2 separate regions of the Mus musculus genome follow, and region 1 is linked to region 2. The links are chromatin contacts, called in public targeted proximity ligation maps. All regions are on one chromosome and are shown on one strand. The core of a region is the stretch at or near the end of the contact, and the rest is flanking DNA. Distances in the headings are between cores, read along the strand shown. Region 1 has its middle 53 kb from the start of Ch25h. Region 2 overlaps Acta2 (actin, alpha 2, smooth muscle, aorta).

The links.
Region 1: a contact with region 2 is called in a targeted proximity ligation map of bone marrow-derived macrophages, with 3 times the contacts expected there. A contact is called at or near these places in 4 of 39 promoter capture datasets (the 3T3-L1 cell line, embryonic stem cells, maxillary cranial neural crest and 1 more), 4 of 130 datasets of targeted methods (the NIH/3T3 cell line, bone marrow-derived dendritic cells, bone marrow-derived macrophages and 1 more) and 3 of 9 other capture datasets (adipose tissue, bone marrow-derived macrophages and liver).

What each region holds. Positions count from the first base shown.
Region 1 is chr19:34,419,777-34,424,307 of GRCm38.p6, reverse strand. No RefSeq gene overlaps it. Among named protein-coding and RNA genes, the nearest start is that of Ch25h, 53 kb to the left of the region's middle.
Region 2 is chr19:34,241,584-34,245,566 of GRCm38.p6, reverse strand. It overlaps Acta2 (actin, alpha 2, smooth muscle, aorta), which reads left to right. Exons shown (of 9, transcript NM_007392.3): 7 at 464-655; 8 at 2,069-2,250; 9 at 3,757-3,983. The coding sequence ends at 3,900. Among named protein-coding and RNA genes, the nearest start is that of Acta2, 12 kb to the left of the region's middle.

The DNA.
Region 1 (4,531 bases), core at 1,683-4,182, 180 kb before region 2:
CAGCAGCTGACTACATATACACATTCATTCTAGTCCTCAGGCATAGAATGATTGTGGTGCCCAATTTGTGACTCGATACTGTCTCTGGAATGTAGGGAATCACAGCCTTGCTTCATAGAGGTATTTTTCGTTCTCACCATTCTTCCCCCACCCCATATTTTCTGTCACTTCTGTAAAAATATGTGGCTGATTAAGGCCTTTGCTTTACTGTCATCATCAATCAACCCTCTGTGGGAGACTATTAACATTTTATATATGAGTCACATAACAGTCTGTTTGGGACTCACTCAGAGGCACTGATCTCTTGCCAATTTTGTTTCTAATGCTGGTTCTCTCTTGCACAATGAGATCAAATGCCCCTTCTGTCTCTGTCTCTGTCTCTGTCTCTGTCTCTGTCTCTGTCTCTGTCTCTCTCCTATCCAATCAACTGGGTACAATTTAAACCCGTGTTTAATCTTATAGAGAAATGACCTCTACGGTGTGATCAGAAACATGTTCACAGCAACAGTTCCTTAAAATTCTTCTGAATTAGCTTTTACCTCAATGATGCTGTCTTCAAAATGCCTCCTTTTTCTTCTTTCCATTGCTCCAAGTGCTCCTGTCCCTTCCATTCCTTTATTATAAGATGTAAACCTCACTTTTTTGTAGGTAATTATCTGAGCAATGCACATATATATGACTTACATTATCAAAATTCAAACAGTTCAGAACACTGACAAGTCACCTTGTGCTCCAAGTCAGTGTCTGTCTCCTTTGAGAATATAAGCATGGTTCATCTATATCCTATATATTCTTCCATATTCCTCACTATAATTATTAGATTCAACCATAAAAGTCGTTGCTTTTAGAGATCTAAAGTATCATCAATTTTATACAGTTAAAAAACTGCCTTTTTATATACACTTTTTAGAGTATGATTTTTGTAGACAGAAGAAAATGAGAATCATGCTGTACATATTTTGTTGTAATTTGCTTTTATTCCACATTGTAATATATTGTAAAGACCTTGTAAGTTAACACATACAACTCAACTTTAGTCCTTTCAACTATCAGTAAAATTCCTTAGCATGTTTTGTTCATTCATTTTTCTGTCTATGTATCAATCATTTGTCTATCATCTATGTACTTATATATTTGTTGCTATTACAAAAATCTATGATACAGGGCTTTATTTTATGTAATAATGTTAAATATTTATGTTCTAAAGCAAACCTAAAAGCAATTTAGCAATAGGTTTTTGTTTCCTATAGAAATAGTGTGAATATAAGCTAGATAATTAATATCTGTCTTTGCAAGAACGCCCTTACCTGGGTTCAGTGTACTTTGTTCTGACCTTGAGCCCTTCCAGTCTGGGCTGTTTCCTTTGCCATTTTACTCAAGAAGCTTTTCCAACAGTCATCACTCTTGCAGCTGAGCATCCTTTTTACAAAACAACATCTCTGCACTCAAGTCCTATATGTCTTTTTACATTAATATTTTACTAAGGTCTTAGAGAATTTCATATAAAGTATCTTTGTCATATTCACCCCAACTCCTTCTCAAAACTCTCCCCAGTTCCAGATCCACCCCCTTTCTCACCCTCTTGGCAGCTTCTCTTTTGTTTGTTTGTGGAAGAGACTATCTCACTTGTAATTGTTGTCTTGGTCTTCTGGCTTTTCCAATCCTTTCATTGCCTTTCCTCAATGGAATTCTACCCTTGCTAGATCATCCATGCACTCCTCTTCCCTCCTATCATTAACGCTGGTGTTATTGTTCTTAACCGCAGACACTTCTGGATTTAAATTTTCATCATCAAATAGAACTTAATAATGAATACATTTGATTTTATGGGTGGGCGTGATCACAGGCATGGATATATCACTCTGACCAGGCTGACTAGGCAAGTACAGACGCTCTGAGTCTCTGAGCAAAGTGAGAGGAACCGTCCTATTTGAGACCAGCTTGGACTCTTACTGAGAGTTGAGATGTGTTTTATTTGTTTAGTAAATAAAATACTGAAGGAAGCACTGTACCACAATATACTGTTTGTTTAAAATGAATAAAGGAGGCTTCCTTCAGAGGCTGCCCACCCCTTCCTATTCCAAGGACTGCTGTCTTTTAAAAGCCCTGATTAGTTGTCAAGGAGCAATAGAGAATGCTTAGTTTGTCCCTAGCTGTGTGTGGAAAGAGCTATGAGAACATTTTTATGATGTTAAATGTTTATAATAATCATCTGACTTTATAAAAAAGTCATTATATATGTATATATGTATGTATACATATGTTAGAAACTATATATATATAGAAATAGATATATATCATAATTTATATGCTTTCATAATTTTCAAAAGATGTGCCCTTAGGCTACATATTTGTGTTAACAACTATGGGGAACTGTACAGAAATGCATTATTCAAACTATGTTCATCTTTGAAAGGATCTTTATCAGAAATTCCTAGAAGTGGAACATAGAGATAAAATGTAAGTATTCATATACTTGTATGTATTTTGGTATCCTTTGACTATTGATATTTTTTCTCAGTTATCTTCACAGTGGGGTGAATATGAGCAGTTGATCTGTACAGCCATTTAGTTCACAGTGAGAGACAGACAAGTCTGACTGAGTCTGACATACATAAGGAATAATAAGACATCCATTCAGACAAAAGCAAAGAGGACATGGGAGATGTAAAATGAACTTGGAAAAATGGAGAAATGCTGCGGTGGACAGTTTGCTATTCACTCTACAAATAGAGGTTTCAGGGCAGAAGAAGAGAGAATTCACTAGTGTTCTTTGAGCCATAGTTGAAAGGCAATGAGGACATTCTGTGTAGCTGGGACTCTAGAGGCACAAAAACAAGTGAGAGACACGGTGGTTCTGTGAGAGACTGGCTATGGGGCTGGGCAGGGGCATCGTGAATAACAAGAACAAAGCAGATGGGAGAAGTTGAGGAGAGGAACCGGACAGGAGTGGACCCTTCCTGTCTGGCAGCTGGCTGGGACTTTTTGCCTGATGACACATTTACTAGACTGGATGATTTGATTAGAGGCAAATTTTGTGGGAGAGGAGGTGGGAGACAGAGAGAAGCGAGTGGTGTTATTTGGTCAAGTTATTTGTTATTTTGTGAAGGAGTGTGAACAGGGGCCTCTTTGGAATTAGGCTTGAGCCTGAAAGTCTATGGCACCACTTACTAAATGACTAATTGTCTCAGAGCCTGAATTTCCTCATCTCTGGGATGGCATCACTTTCACTCAATTGACAGAGTCATTGGAAAGCCTGGAGCTGGTGTGTGCTAAGCTGTTCCAACAGCATGAGGCACACTAAAAGTCTGCAGAGTCTAGTTCTTGCTCCTTCCCCCCAGAGCACCAACCACTGTGCTTCACAGCTGAGACCAGCCAGCAATGACTCTTATCTATACAATCTGTTTTGCCTGTTGTCACAGACGAGTTTCACACCAACTTATGAACCTTCCCAGAGCTCTTTGTATGTCCTGCCTTTAAAGCCTGCAGCAGCCCTCAAATTAATGTTCTTTATACCCGTTTCCTTTAAGTTGGTGCGTTGAGGCTGTGAAGACATTCTCTTCAAGTCATAGAAAAAAAAAAAGCGAACGTGTTTCCCAATGAGCTCGACCAGACCTTATTTTTAGAAGAGTCAGATCATGTAACAAGCCTTTATTTCCTATTTTCTTTCTGTGGAAAGAATCCAAGCTATTTGCAATGTCAGAAGGAAGAGAGGGTGACAGGAAGGGATGTAGTGGAAGCATTGCACATTTCCCCTTTTCTCTGACTCAGATTCTCTGAAAAATTATCTGGAAACACAATGCCTGGGACACGATATCACTGAGACACTTCCGAATCTTTTGACTGTGCTTCTAACTTGTCTTAGTAGAGAACAGCACCCATCTCAAGAAGACAACACTGATTTCCTCAAAACACCATTGATAACATTAAAGTATCACACGGAAAGTGACCATGCAAACCCCTTCAAAAAGAAGTGGGATATGATATGGAGGTGTCACACAGCCAAAATAAAATAGATGCACAAATAAATATATTAATATGTCAATAAATTAAATACCCTAGTCAGTACTCCCACCTTACAAAGGAGGAAGTTGGGGCTTCGAGTGCTGCTCTCATGCCAAGTTCAATTCATAGCTTTAAAATCAAATAACTCCATCACCCTATTGAGGACAATCCTGAACCTGAGATCCTTTCCTATGATACAGGATCTTACATTCTTTTAGTGGCCTTTAAGCAATAATTATATGCCATAAGGTATCCTAGGCACACCAGATTCAGTAGAGAACAAAGCCAACACACATATTTATCCAGTGCATCTTATATTTGAGTTAAATTATATATTAGGTAGGGGTCAGTGGTCAGGGCTGAAAAGAAAAAGCAAGCAGAAAGAAAGATGTCAACCTCTGTATAGAGGAAAGTAATAGATATTTTGGATGCTCAGGACACCTCTGGGAGTCATACTTTTCTTTCTCTCTCTCTTTCTTTCTTTCTTTCTTTCTTTCTTTCTTTCTTTCTTTCTTTCTTTCTTTCT
Region 2 (3,983 bases), core at 62-2,561:
GAGTAGCTATAGACATCAGTGTAGGCGGCAAGTCAAAGTGGAAAATCGTTTTTGTCTATACTGCTGGAGATCGAACCCAGGGTCTTGTATTGGCTAGCCAAGCCCTCTACCACCCAGCTACACCCCACAGAACTACGTGGATAATTTTTTAATTTCTTCATTTACAAATAGAAGAGAACGTGTACAATAGAGAGAGGTATAGCTGGGACCTTTCCCATCTCTCCGTGTGTACCAATGGAACTGGGGCTGTTCCCAGAGAGCATCTGCTTCATTTTGAAAAGTGAAAAATGTGTCAAAGATCAAGCTACTGCCGATCTGGGTAGGGCAGCAAAGATCTTTTAGGCATTTTTGAAAACTCTGAGACTTCTGAGAAGCTGGTTCAGTAGAAGAGTCACATGGGACAGGTAGATTTTAGCGCCTGTATCAACCCTAATGTGTATCATGTTCGTTATGTGTTTAACAGCCGAGCGTGAGATTGTCCGTGACATCAAGGAGAAGCTGTGCTATGTAGCTCTGGACTTTGAAAATGAGATGGCCACGGCCGCCTCCTCTTCCTCCCTGGAGAAGAGCTACGAACTGCCTGACGGGCAGGTGATCACCATTGGAAACGAACGCTTCCGCTGCCCAGAGACTCTCTTCCAGCCATCTTTCATTGGTAGGCAATGGAGAGTGGGGTCTCCCTGTTCTGTACCAAGAACAAGCCAAGCCTCTGCTATCAGGGTCCATTAGCAGGTAAAAATGAACCAGGGCTTCAGAAACAGAAGCAGTTCTAAAGTAGGGATGGTGTCACATTTCCAAAATGAGAAGACATAGGGAGCCAAAACAGGGGTTGTCTCCCGTGGAAAACTCTCTTATGTCAGAGTCAAGACAGACGCATTCTCCGCACATAATGCAAAGGTTAAAAGTTATCTACGTTTACGATAGTGGAACACAGGGGTGGTTGGGGAAGACGATCTGAGTGCTGAGAGTTTGGGGTTGCTGAGAGAGAAGGAAAACAGAACAAGTAGAGAGCGTCTATTCCACACTGGCACGGCAGGGTCACGTTGGGTCTGCAGAGGCATCCTCTTTGGAGGCTGGGGGCCTGGGCTTGAAACTCTGTTCTATTTTCATGATCTCGAGAATGTCACTAAAGCTTTCTATGAGTCAGTTTCTTCATACCAGGACAGTTGGAAGTTTTATAGCAGAGTTGTGCGGTGCCCTCAGCACAGGGCCTGTCCAAAATAAGCTTTCAACAATTGGTTACTGCCAGCAATGTAAAACTAGCTGGTGGCATTGCTATTATAACTAGATCACAATGTTAAGAAGGCCGTGGGCGCCATCTAGTGGTATATTTTAAAAAGTCTATGTCAGAAGTCAACAAGAAACTCCACCCCTCGCCTCTACCCCTTAAAAAAAAAGCTGTACAAAGATTGCATAGAAAGCATCTTTGGCAGCTGGGCATGGTAGTACATGCCTTTAATTCCAGTACTAGGGAAGCAAAGGCAAGCGAATCTCTATGAGTTTGAGGCCAGTTTGTTCTATATAGCAAGTTCAGGCCAGCCAAGGACCTGTGTTTAAAACAAAACCAAAACTGAAAACAAACAAAACACTTTATCCAAGTAGGAGAGACACTTTACTGACAGTTGCACCATTCAAACTTGGGTGTTGGGAACATAAAGGAACAATGGCAGAGAGATGAACCTGCTCAGACCCATGGCCCTGGCCCTACCTCTTACCAGGCATCGGAAGGCCTGGCTCCTTACTCAAGCCAATTATAGCAGAATATCTATCCAGCCACTGGCGTTATCATGTTGCAATCTCACCCCAGAATCGCTGCAGCTGAACCTCCTCCTTTAGACAAGAGCCAGGAGGATGGTATGGAGCACAAGAAGGGCCTTTAGTCTCTTGAGTGGTAGTTTCTAGTTCATGATGCCTGCCAGCCTCACCCAGGAGATGTGGTAGTTTCTAGTTCATGATGCCTGCCAGCCTCACCCAGGAGATGACCACGTAGCTGGGCCAACTTGATTTTCCATGTGTAGCTTGAGTTTTACCCAGCATCCAAGGATCACTGCCTGTGTCTCTTTTCCAGGGATGGAGTCAGCGGGCATCCACGAAACCACCTATAACAGCATCATGAAGTGTGATATTGACATCAGGAAGGATCTCTATGCTAACAACGTCCTGTCAGGGGGTACCACCATGTACCCAGGCATTGCTGACAGGATGCAGAAGGAGATCACAGCCCTCGCACCCAGCACCATGAAGATCAAGGTACCACACTAAGACCCTCTGACTCAGAAAGCAGCAGGAGGGGCATTTCTAGAACAGCCACAAGCTAAGAGGCAGTTTAACAGGCTCTCTGTTCTTTCCAAAGGGAATGAGGCCAAGGTGACAGTGGGTTAGATTTTAACACTACCACTTAAAATGGGCCCTGAGGAGTCCTGTCCTGGGTCTATAGGGAGTGAGCCACTGCTTCCTGAAGAGCCTGTGCTCCTTCCTGTGCATGTCAGAGCAGCTCAAGTCCCCCTCCTTCCATACCTAGCTGAGCATGCTGCCAACTCTATGTACTTGGGGTTTGAGAACAGACAGGCTGCATCTAGTAGGAGTTAGGCAAGCCTCAATTCTCCAAACCTTACTTCTGAGATGGAAATGAATGTGAAACTCAGGGGTCCAGTATGGTCAGAGAACACAGACACCCAGTAAAAGCTCAGGTCACCAAGATGGTACATTCATAAAATGAGCCTGGGTACAACGTTCTGGAAATCTAAAATTATCACCAAACCCCCTCACTATGGAAAAACAAAAATGTGTACCTTCAAAGCAAAACTCCTCTGAGGGCCAGTTTTGAAATTAAACCTGCTATTGATACAGCCACTAGCGAGCATCACTGACAGTCCCCTGAGCCAGTATCTTCATCTGCAACTTGAACATCACTGGATACCTACCCTTCAGAATTATTATAGAAGTTAAGTAAGCTAGAACCTGTCGAACCCTTGGCACAGGGCACAGTGAGAGCTTGGTGAAGGAGGAAAGATTAAATGTTGAACCAGAGCTTGCAGACAGAGACAAAGTAAGCCCCTGGCTAGCATGTGCAAACACTTTATTTACTAGAGCATCCTCTGCTACTCAAGAAACTAAGACTAGAGTGGAATTTGGTGTTGCTTGGCTCTATGTTTGAGTTGCTGCAACAGAGAAATCCCTTGTCTGATACTCTGCACAACGCCTCCGCCATTCACTCGTACAAAACACAAAACAAAACAAAAAGTGGGCATGATCTGGTATGTAAGATCTGTACTCTGAATAAGGCCAGCATGACAGGAGATACACCGGAATGGGAACTCTGAGCCCTCTGTGTTGGGCGGTGCTTATGGTCAGGACATCAGAAAGCAGTGGCCAGTTTAATCAGGTGGAAGATTACTTGCACAGAAAGTTCAGGAACAATCGTCTTTGCACACAGTAGGACTTCTGTAGAACGTGCAGCGCCTGCTGAGGTCAGCTCTGGAATCAAGAGATTTTGTCAGGGTTTTTACAAAGGGGCCCCGTGTGGGCTCTAGGGCCAGTTTGGGTTTGCCCAATAAAGGGATAAAGGAATTAGGGATGGTTTGGCATAGATTTCATAGGGGGAAAAAAACAGAAAAATCAATGGGCTCACTGGGGAAACACTCCAACTTCCACAAACCCATCCCCTCATAGAGAACAATGTCCTCGTTTTCCAGGAAGGGACAGCACAAGGCACGTCTGCTAGGCACTAATATTCTTCCCTTCTTACCCTGACAGATCATTGCCCCTCCAGAACGCAAGTACTCTGTCTGGATCGGTGGCTCCATCCTGGCTTCGCTGTCTACCTTCCAGCAGATGTGGATCAGCAAACAGGAATACGACGAAGCTGGGCCCTCCATCGTCCACCGCAAATGCTTCTAAGTCCCCCCTGCTCTGCCTCTAGCACACAACTGTGAACGTTTTGTGGATCAGCGCCTCCAGTTCCTTTCCAAATCATTCCTGCC